3 separate regions of the Mus musculus genome follow, and regions 1 and 2 are each linked to region 3. Evidence: chromatin contacts called from public promoter capture Hi-C data. All regions are on one chromosome and are shown on one strand. The core of a region is the stretch at or near the end of the contact, and the rest is flanking DNA. Distances in the headings are between cores, read along the strand shown. Region 1 holds the start of D430041D05Rik (RIKEN cDNA D430041D05 gene). Region 2 holds the start of Cstf3 (cleavage stimulation factor, 3' pre-RNA, subunit 3). Region 3 holds the start of Nat10 (N-acetyltransferase 10).

The links. Promoter capture Hi-C pulls out the DNA fragments that hold promoters and counts their contacts.
Region 1: a contact with region 3 is called in a promoter capture Hi-C map of hippocampal neurons, with 2.9 times the contacts expected there. The contact joins the promoter of D430041D05Rik here to the promoter of Nat10 in region 3. A contact is called at or near these places in 1 of 39 promoter capture datasets (hippocampal neurons), 1 of 484 Hi-C or Micro-C datasets (nephron progenitors) and 1 of 9 other capture datasets (adipose tissue).
Region 2: a promoter capture Hi-C map of erythroid cells shows a contact between it and region 3, with 19 times the contacts expected there. The contact joins the promoter of Cstf3 here to the promoter of Nat10 in region 3. A contact is called at or near these places in 4 of 39 promoter capture datasets (erythroid cells, hippocampal neurons, liver and 1 more), 3 of 484 Hi-C or Micro-C datasets (B cells, CD8 T cells and pro-B cells), 2 of 115 datasets of contacts at active chromatin or transcription factors (astrocytes and memory CD8 T cells) and 1 of 9 other capture datasets (adipose tissue).

Annotation. Positions count from the first base shown.
Region 1 is chr2:104,408,718-104,412,162 of GRCm38.p6, forward strand. It overlaps D430041D05Rik (RIKEN cDNA D430041D05 gene), which reads right to left and starts at 1,894. Exons shown (of 21, transcript NM_001368844.1): 1 at 1,212-1,894. The coding sequence starts at 1,446.
Region 2 is chr2:104,589,071-104,592,391 of GRCm38.p6, forward strand. Cstf3 (cleavage stimulation factor, 3' pre-RNA, subunit 3) reads left to right here and starts at 1,414. Exons shown (of 21, transcript NM_145529.3): 1 at 1,414-1,632. The coding sequence starts at 1,606.
Region 3 is chr2:103,758,898-103,762,602 of GRCm38.p6, forward strand. It overlaps Nat10 (N-acetyltransferase 10), which reads right to left and starts at 2,373. Exons shown (of 29, transcript NM_153126.3): 1 at 2,152-2,373.

The DNA of each region.
Region 1 (3,445 bases), core at 644-3,143, 650 kb after region 3:
AAACCTCTGTGGTTCTCAGCCGGTGGTCACTAAGGGGCTTCCTTATGCCTTCTTCATGACTTCTCTCAACATTGTGTCACATATATAAAGCCAGAGGGTCGGAGTCCCTAGAAGGTCAACTACTGAATTTTGGAACTACAAGAAAGAATCACAACAGAAATTCCTGGACACACAGACTCCTTGTCAGTGACTTTTAAGTGAATCAAAGGGAAATGGCTTTAAATTAAACAGTTATATAGATATAGCCCACCAGAATACGTAATTTAAAACTGGTATAAGCTCCTTCAAAACTGGGACTTCCAATCTGATATGGGGAAAGGCCATACATAGACACGTGTTGGAGGGCGAGGGGCGGTTCTCCTTGGTCCTCACTAAAAGCTGCAGCACTACAGAAACCAGTTACCTAAAATGAGAGGTTTGCATTTGTTAGGCTGAATGTATCTATAATCTAGAATTCCACCACAAACACAGAAGCTTGCCCTTCACGGGAGTCATAGCAATCATTCTTATTTCAAAGACCATGGCTGGCCGCGCAGTGTAAGTTTCAAAGCACTTCTGCAGAATAATTCTGCCCAAATAGTTACAACAGATCCACAAAATCGTCCGCGGAAGTACAGAAATCTGTTTCTGAAGGATCGTTGGTGGTCTGAGCACCAAGAGTGACTCTTCTTCAACGAGCCTCTTGTAAAAAATAGGTATACATTTGATCAATGCCTGAACCTTTTGCAAAATGCAATCAATTATTTTAAGTACCTCATTCCCAAAAGGAAGGGAGGGGAACCTGTTATGAGCAACGGGGGAACGCTATTTTGACACAGAAATTGCTTCAAACTCTCAGGTCATTCCTTGCACTTAAGACAAAGTGAATACTAGCAACGGGAAGCCCAAAACATCCACAACATCCCACTGAACAGGTCTCTTTTATGCTATCCTAACTACGCCATGTCTAGCTAAAGGAAGCGTGTTTGTGGGACCACCAGGAAGCATTTACAACTTGTCCAGGGAGGAAAAATTAAAGATAAAAACGTGCCTCTTTCTTCACCGCCCACGATGCCTTCTCAAGAGACAGATTTCTGACAGTTCGCCCGCTGGTGCAACTGCTAAGGGCAAATAAAAGCCTGGCGGTGCTGCAAAGAGCCCACCACCCACCACCACGCGGTTAAGCGGCTCCAGACCCCGCCGCGGGCGGAGAGCCGCTGCCAAGCGCTTACCGGAGTCGGCCCAGCAGTGCCCGGAGAGGGCAGCCAGCAGCAAGAGTCCCAGCAGCAGCGGCCGCCGCAGCAGCACATCCTCGGACCGGCGGGCCTCGGAGCTTCTCACGCCCTGGCAACGCGCGGCGATCCCGCCCGCCCCGCAGAGCCCTTGCTCCCGGAGCCGGTCCCTGGGCTCCCGCGCTGCCGGCTCAGCTTCGCTCGGGCCCTGGGGCTTCGCCTCCTGCAGAGCCATAGGGACTGTTCATACATCCAGGCCGCTGCCTCGTTCCACACCGCGCCGGTGAGCCCAGCCCTCCGCGCACCGCTCCTCACCGGGCATCTCGGGCCATGGCCCGGGAGTCGGAGGGAGGCAGGAGGTGCGAGCTGCTCGCTCGTCCTGCCTCGGTGGGAGGCGGGCTCAATGGAGCCGCGGCTTCAGGCGCGCGGGTACCGGGGTTGCATGGGGGTTCCCACGGTGCGGCGAGGGTGGGACGGGCGGCGCCCCGGTCCCCTCCCCAGGGCCGGATGCTACACCTCGAGCGCGAGGCTGCGAGACACGGAGACCCGCGGACCTAGCTCGTGCAGCGTGCCGCCCGCCGCCGCCCCTGCGCCCAGGTCTCTATCTCTGTCGGTTCACTGGATCGCTAGGCTCTGGCTCCAGCCGCGAAAGCTACTGCAGCTCCGAGCGGCGCCTCATTGACAAAGAAAGCACGTAGCACAGGAGCGGGCAAGGGAGGCGAGGCAGGCGCGCGCGCGCATCCCCGCGCGAAACCACCGCGCGCCCCCAGCTCCCGCGCGCGGGGCTGAACCCTGCCCTGCGCTGGCGAGGTCCTCGTTGAGGGGGACTTTCCTCCGCCCAGGGTTCCCAGATCGTGAGAAGGAAAGGTAGGCTGGGATAGCCCTCTGACCGGAGAAGGGACTGGACACCTAGATACCTTCACGGTCGACGGTCAACGTGCTGAGAAAGCTAGGTGCTCAACCTGCATCTTGGAAAAGCTTTCCGAGGATGAGCGGAAGAGCTTGGTGCAGGTTGTTCACTGCTACTCTGGGGGGCTGGCAGACACCTGCCTGCCAAATTTACCCCCAAAGAACTAGAGCTGTTGTGCCCTATTTGCAATGAAACACTGAAGTAAATAAAACACGTTATAAACATTTGTTGCAGCCATACTATGAGAGAGGCAGTGCATTGAGCTTTGGGACAACTACAGGCATTTCCAAAAAGTCTTTCCCAAATAAGAGAGCTGACTAGTCAGTCTCTCTCTAGTAGGATGAAAGGGCAGAGTCAGCTGAGTTGTCCTTCTGCCCTTACCCTTGTTCTGCATCTGTACCCTTGAGCAGGCTATCTAGTTCGCAGGTGCTTCAAACTCCCTTCAGTCAATAAGTTGTCCACAGGATAGCAGCAAACCCAGCAGCACCCATTGCTTGCCAGCGACTGTGTCAGGGAAAAGCATTTGCACTGACCTGGCCCTGTTATATGCCGGGCCCTATTCCAGACACTTGGACAGGAGCCACAAACATAATCTCTGTAGGTAATAAATTGACTACCAGACAGTGCTTAAAAAGCCTCAGAGAAAATGGTAAGGTAAAATGCTGGAAAGTGGAGATGGAGGTATTGCAGCAGTAAACAGGAGGTAAAGAGGCTTCACTGAGAAGGTGACATGTGGGAGAAGACCAGAAGGAGGTCAAGGAACAAGGCAAGCTGAAGAAACAATCTAAAGAGATCCGTGAGGTCAAACCTCTGAGGCCGGCCTGGCCTGGTGTGTTCCAGGCCCAGCACAGCAAGCAGGGGGATGCTGAGAAATGGAAGCTGCTCTCTCATTCATCCTCTCTCTCTGTGTGTGTCTCTCTCTGTCTCTGTCTCTGTCTCTGTCTCTGTCTCTCTCTCTCTCTCTCTCTCTCTCTCTCTCTCTCTCTCTCTCTCTCTCTCTCTATTACACACACACACATACCACGATGGCCCATGGTTCTGGAGAAGGCTTGTCTCCCCCTCACCTGTGTCCGCAGGACGGCAGTTAGACTGCAAAGCAGGAGATGTATTTGCACACGCTAACTTCAGAGAGCAGGTGTGTCTTATCGTGCATTTCAGATCTGAACTGCAGTAGTGTGGGTTCTTAAAATCAGAAATGCTCAAAAAAATATGAAACACCTCTGTGCCATATCAGCACTCAAAAAAGTCCCAGGGCTGGTGAGACAGTTCATGGAGCGAGGCCACCTGCTACCAAGACCGGCAATCTGAGCTTGGTCCCTGGGAC
Region 2 (3,321 bases), core at 164-2,663, 830 kb after region 3:
AAAAAAAAAAAAAGTCTTGCTTTAATTAACTTGATCATGATTTGGGTTGGTGGTCTTTCTCCTTGCATCTGTGACATTAACAATAACCTCTTTAAATGTTTTGATGAATACACGCACGCATAGGCGTGCACACACACATGCACACATATATACACATAAGCTATTTTATATTTCTGGCTTAATTTTGTGGCTATTTTTAGATTTATATATTTATCTTGTGAGTGCCTGTGTGTTTGTAAGTGCAGGAGTTTGCAAGCCATAGTGCATGTGTGGAGGTCAAGGAATAACTTCCTGGAGTCGGTTCTATCCTGTCAACTCATTGGATGCCAGGATCAAACTCAAGTTTTTTGGCCATCACGGCAAGCACCTCCACTCTTTGAACCATCCTGGCTCATTGTGGATATTTTTCTAAGTCAGTCACATCAGCAACAGTTTAAAAGAGTAACGCCCCATTGAGGGAGACTTCTGAAATATTCAGACTCCATTATCAAATGTTGCAGTGACTCAATATATGTACATTTGATTCATGCATCTATTTGCTTAAAAAGATATATGCATCTCATTGTATGGCCCTCGTCCGTGGGCTCTACACACCAGGCTGCCCTCAGAGATCCATCCAGCCTCTGTCTCCCGAGTACTGTGATTAAAGACTTGTGCCACCACCGCTCAATAACCTCCTGGTTACTCGTAAGCCAAATAAGAGCTTTTACCTTTTAAGTTAAATCTTAGCTGCTGTTGCTATTCCTATCTTTAGGCAAGGAAACAGAGACGCAGATAATGCAAATTGCCCAGTCTACTCCTCTATAGTAGGTGAGAAGTCTGGATGCAAAGCAACATTCCTTCGCCACTATCAACGCAATTTTGCAGATAAGAGATCGTGGTGAGACGCTAAACTAAAATCCCCGGTCTAATAGTGAACGGTGACAGCAAAAGTAAAAAAAAAAAAACAAAAAACAAAAAAACAAAAAAACAAAAAAACAAAAAACAGACTTGATGTGTTCCTCTCCTCCCCAAGAAAAGAAAACGTACAGAACGCGTTAGTAGACTCCTTATTCCCGAAACACGAGAGGTATTCACTAACTCTCAACGCTATTCCCTAAAATGGTCAGTTTGCCTGTACAGAGCGGATTGGCAGTCAGGCTTCAGCAGGGAGGAGCTCGGCTCTGCAACTCAGTCGTGAAATTCCAAGAAGCGCGGGAGCTCCCAGGCCAATCGGGTGGATCTTTCCGGCCGGCCTCGGAAATCTGGACAGCGGCGTCATCAGTTCCGGGCGTGACGTTAGCTCACGCACTGAGCCCGCCCTCTGGGAGCGCTCTGCGCTTGTGCACCTCCAATAATCCGGGAGTTAAGCCTCAGCCCCGCCCACTGTCCCGGAAGTGAATACGGAAGCGCCTCACACCCCCTCTGCCGGCTGGGGCGCAGCCATTTTAATTCAAATCTGAGTGGGCGGCGGCGGCGGCGGCGGCGGCAGCGGATTTGGCGGCGGCTTTGGCTCTGAGGGACAGGGGTAGTGTTCCTGGTTTTGGTGGGGTTTGCCTTTAGTTTAATTTTCCTTTTCTAGCTTCCCTTTGCCGGCTGGTGCGTACGTTGTAGTCCCCCGAGGCCATGTCAGGAGACGCAGCCGCGGAGCAGGTGAGGAACGGGAGCGGTGGGGCCTCGTGGCGACCTCTTCTCTCTCTAGCCCTGTGGGTGCGAGCACCCCGTTCGCGTGAGCAAGGGCCCTGAAGAGCTAGTGAGCCCGGGGATCGGGAGCGCATCCCCCGAAGTCTCCCAGGTTTGGGCTTCTCTGTGGCGTTCGTACGAATAAGTATGGGACTTAGACAATGGCAGAGACGTCGCTTCGCCCTGGCCATTGCAGTTTCTTCGGTCGGGACGGTGTATTTCATACCACTTTAGTGTTCCGGTAGTCCCAGATTGTTCTAACGTGTATCTGCGCTGGCAGTGTTTTCCTCGTCTGCCCCCCAGTCCTCTGTCCCCAGAAATAACGAAATCAGTCTGGAAAATTCGGCCCCCGAGAGAGCGAAGGTAAAAAGAGCCACGGCTCTTCCGAGCTTTGGGGGAATTTTGTGGATTCGCTTTCTTCCCCTCTCGTTTAGGAACACTTTATTTTTGCTTTTACGACCACGCAAACATTGCAGAATTTGGTAAACTGAAAACTCGAAATGTGCTTTAGTCACTGTAGGCACCATCTGTTTGGATGGTTAGATATGAATGATACATAAGTATTTTACAAATGGGACTTTTAGATAGGAGATCTCACCCTTTTGCTGTTTGGCTGTTTGTTTGTTTTGGATAGGTTTTCACAGTGTAGCCCTGACTAGGCAGGACCTTCTGACAGGATTGCTTCCTTGGCCTCCAGGCGTCCATCTCCATGTTTGGTTCTTTTGCTCTTTTATATCCTAAATTTTGTAGGCTAGTGTTTGGCTTTTACTGTAAAAAACAAAACTGAGTTTTTGAAAGGTGTGTGTTTTGATCTTGATCCACGTATATTTAGTTTTAAAAGAAAACAAAGTCCTAAATTTCTTATTGCTATAGCAATGAAATACGCTTGTATTTTTATTTCTTTTCTTTTTCCCAAATCCCCAGCTAATAAAATAGAAATTATTGGAGGTTGACAGATGAGGTAAAATAGGACTGTATGTTAATGAAGTGTAGGCAAATTAGAACTTAATTACTTTGGTGACTGAAACGCTTGAGGACCAATTTAATTCCAAGTCTTGGCAGTGCTTTTGCATTTTATCTAAAGTCAGGGTGCCCACGAATGCAGTGTCTTTGAACTATTTTTCTAAAACTGTTTATTTTACTCTACTCTTACCGGGCTGGCATTTTTATTTTCTGAAAGTGAAGGAGTGGTGTTGAGGTTTCATTGGATGTGTCTGAAATTCACTGTTTTATATAAATTTGTAAAGACAAAAATTTGCCATGCTTTTGTTTTAGAACTATGCGGGTTTTAGTTTTTGTTGTGGGTCATCCTGCTCCACCCCAGCTAGAGGTTGAACCCCGGGCCTTATGCATGCAGGGAAGCAATCAACCACTGAGTTAAAAGCCTTAGTAACACAGTGTGTGATGTTTTCTATGAGAACTGTGATGAGACTTTATAAACCTCCATTCTCCAAACCCCTTTTATTTTGACAGTTGCCCCTATGTAGGCCTGGCTGGCATGGAACTTGCTACATAGACCAGTCTGGCTTTGAACCTCTGCCTTGCTGAGTGCTAGGAGTAAAGATGGTACATGCACATCTAGCCTTTTTTTTTTCTTTTTTAATCTAGGAGTACTGTGCAACTCAGGCAGGTCTTGAACTCATTGCAATCTTTCAGCTT
Region 3 (3,705 bases), core at 1,123-3,622:
GCTCACAACCACTCATAATGAGATCTGCCCCGCCCTCTTCTGGTGTGTCTGAAGTCAGCTACAGTGTTCTTACATAAAAATAATAAATAAATCTTAAAAAAAAAAAAAAAAAGCCAGGCGTGGTGGCGCACACCTTTAATCCCAGCACTTGGGAGGCAGAGGCAGGTGGATTTCTGAGTTCGAGGCCAGCCTGGTCTACAGAGTGAGTTCCAGGACAGCCAGGGCTGAGAAACCCTGTCTCAAAAAACCAAACCCCCCCCCCCAAAAAAAAAGAAGAAGTTCTTCTCTGACCCCACACAACACACACAATTAAAACATAGTAATAATAATAATAAAAGCTTAAATTCATATGTTACGTATAAAATGAGAGAAAACAAATATTTCTGATTCAATGTGTTTCTTTGGGTGAGAAGCCACACTAACGGCTCTATACAGGTGATTTTAAAAAGTACCATATGGGTTATTGGGTGTACAGTAGTACAATATTTGCCTAGCTGGGGACCTAAACTCAATTCCTCCAGCATTTAATAAAATATAAATGTTATCAAATTACCTATAACAAATAGGCCCCCCCCCCCAAAAAAATTAAGACAATCAATCACACTCCCCCGGTATTAGAGTGTCAGGCTATGTGTGATTTTAAAATTCAGGAACCTGTTGTGCTTTAAACAAAACCTCCTTCCCTAAACATAGGCTTTAACAGGTCTTAACACAAAACAGTATCACAATAAATGGCGCCTGTTTAGAAGGGGAAAGCAGTAAAAAAAAAATCTAGTATCCCAGGCTGGAGAGATGGCTCAGCACTGACTGCTCTTCCTAAGGTCCTGAGTTCAAATCCCAGCAACCACATGGTGGCTCACAGCCATCCTTAATGAGATCTGACACCCTCTTCTGGTGCGTCAGAAGACAACTACAGTGTGTTTAGATATAATAAATAAATAAGTCTTAAAAGAAAAAAAAATCTAGTATCCCAAGGCACTGATGTAACAAATAGACTTTACACTGGGATCTACCCAAGTCCAAAGCAACTCAGTTTGTAAGCTTTATGTTGCCAGCCACATAAACACCTACAAAAAATGAATGGGTACCTAATGTTAACGAGTCCAGCTTAATTGTTAAAAGTCTTATCTTGTCAGGCAGTGGTGGCCCACGCCTTTAATCCCAGCACTTGGGAGGCAGAAGCAGGCGGATTTCTGAGTTAGAGGCCAGACTGGTCTACAGAGTGAGTTCCAGGACAGCCAGGGCTATACAGAGAAACCCTGTCTTGGGGGGGGGGGGGGGGGGGAGTCTTATTTTTTGTTATAATAGGAGAGTCTTAGAATTAACAGGTAAGGCCCCTGAGTACAAGCTTTAATTCTAAAAAGTACTTTTAAAAGTAGATGAAATACAACTACACACAAAACTAATGTAAAATTAATGGCCAGAGTGAGGGATCTGATAACGATCTAAAATTACTGGTTCCAAGAAACGTTTAATACATAAGGAAAGCATTATTGGAAAGAGAAAATAAGATGAATCGTATTGGGTTTTGTTGTTGTTGTTGTTTGCTTTGTTTTGTTTTTTCAAACAGTCTCACTATGCAGACCAGACTGGCCTCGAGCTCCAAAAAATACTCCAGGCTCCACCTTCCAAGCGCTGGAATTAACGGTATACGCCACCACAACCTGATCGACAAGTCATTTTCATTCGGCTGTATCCATTCTTGTACACACAGCACCGGGTACTAAGCATCACGAGGTGCACTGTCAAATGTCCTGACTGAGACAGCTAAATAGTGCAAATAAACTGGCATACTGCAGTATTTAAGAGCAGAATATCTGGGACTAAACCGCGTTAGTTCAAAGCCTACCACTGCTACGAGGAGCCGAGTTTCTCAGAAAATAGTTTTGACACCAACCCATTCTCTCAAAGAGAGAGAAGAAGCCCGAGTGTGGGAAGGAGCCACACTCCCGGAAAGCGCTCGAGAAGCCAGCCCCGCATGTCAGAGTATCCCGGACCAGGAACGTCTGTCTGTAGGGCAGTCCAGGCGAAGAGTCCGAAGATACAGGCACCAGCCGGTACAGAAGCTTCCGTACTCGAGCCAGCCCTACCGGCCAGTGAAAGACCCAAACGCACATCTCAACATCCGACCCAGTCCCTTGCAAAGAGTACCTGCGCCCTGCTCCGGCCGACACCAGGCAGCTGCACAACGGAAGCACGTGAAGACACCGAGTTGCTACCCAGGCTGACCAATCTGCTGGAGAAAATTCTACACAGCTGAGCTACGCCGGGGCCGCCGCTGCACGTGAATCCGCTTAAGTGGCAGACAGCACGTGGGCAAGTGCTCAGAAGGGAGGGGACCACTACAGCTATGGGACCTTCCATGGCTTCGACGCTTAGTGATGACGTAAGAACACGCCGCGGATCTCCGCTACGCTTGCGCACTAACTCCCGGCCGCCATTTCGCCATTTGCTGCGGGTAACCTGGCTATGACAGGCGGAAGTAATCGTTTAGATATCCGGGTGTCTCGCATTTGCCGTTGCCACTGGTACAGGAACTCGTCCACTGTTGCTATGTTGAAAAAAACCTCTATAGCAGGGTTGTACAAGGCAATAGCTGTTGCTAGCGTAGGTGTTGTTTTATCGACCTCCCTACTTTTATATGAAACTAGCCCAGTAATTGTTTAATTCATCTTACTTGAACCTCCATCCGGCAGCAGTCTGAGAATGTCTGTAGACTTTGTACCAACGATCGTGGCCGCGGTACTCTGCAGGCTTTTCTTACTCATGCCAAGTGTACTAAAAGCCCAACATTGGGTCTCAAAGCTCATCCAACCACATCCACAAGGATACCCGTAAGTATGTCTGCTTTCCTTTTAGCATGAGCCACGTGAAATCGGTTTATCCTATATTTTTGGGCACAAGTTCTGTTATCTAAAACGAATTCCTTCCCCAAATTTACGCACCAACTTCAATATCAATCTAAATTTCAATGGACTTTAAAGACTTCATGATGCCTAGCCATATTGTTTTAAGTCACCAATACAGCCCTAGACTTAATACTAAGGTTCTAAATGCACTTAAGAAAATAAAACTACCAGTACTTTGTTATAATGGGCAGACAAGTCCTATAAGGTGGTGGTGACACAAGCAAAACACAAAACTTAGAAATAATGACCCTTGTGAGTACTCGACTTTTTTTTTTTTAAAGGAACCAATATAGGAAGAGGACAAAAATGGGCAAATAAGGCTAGTCGATTCTGCTTAAGTAGCCCAGATATGGTATTTCCGTTGTAATGAAAACAAAAAACTGGAATTTTGGGAACAGAGATGATGGCTATGATTACCTTAGTCACTGCAAAATCTGAAACCACCAGGTCAGGATGCAAACGGGGGCAACTGCCATAAGATAGTCAAGATTTAGAATGATAAAGTAGTAGGGCAGGGGAAGGGTAGCCAGTGCTAGATGGCTGAGCTGTCTATGCTGTGGAAGCATGTGATTTTACTGAAGAATATAAAGACAACAAAGACAGCTTCCAACTTACTGCCAACTGCCCCTATCAAGTAGTTGGACTGAAAATAGTTGATGTAGAATATTCTCAGTGTAGAATATCAAATGTGCTTGAGAAGATGGGTATGGGAATGGAACTGCACACCTGCAGGTTTAGAGGGTTTTGGAGACAATTCTCTTCCTCCACCTTTGTCCCAGGAGTCAAAACTCTGGTC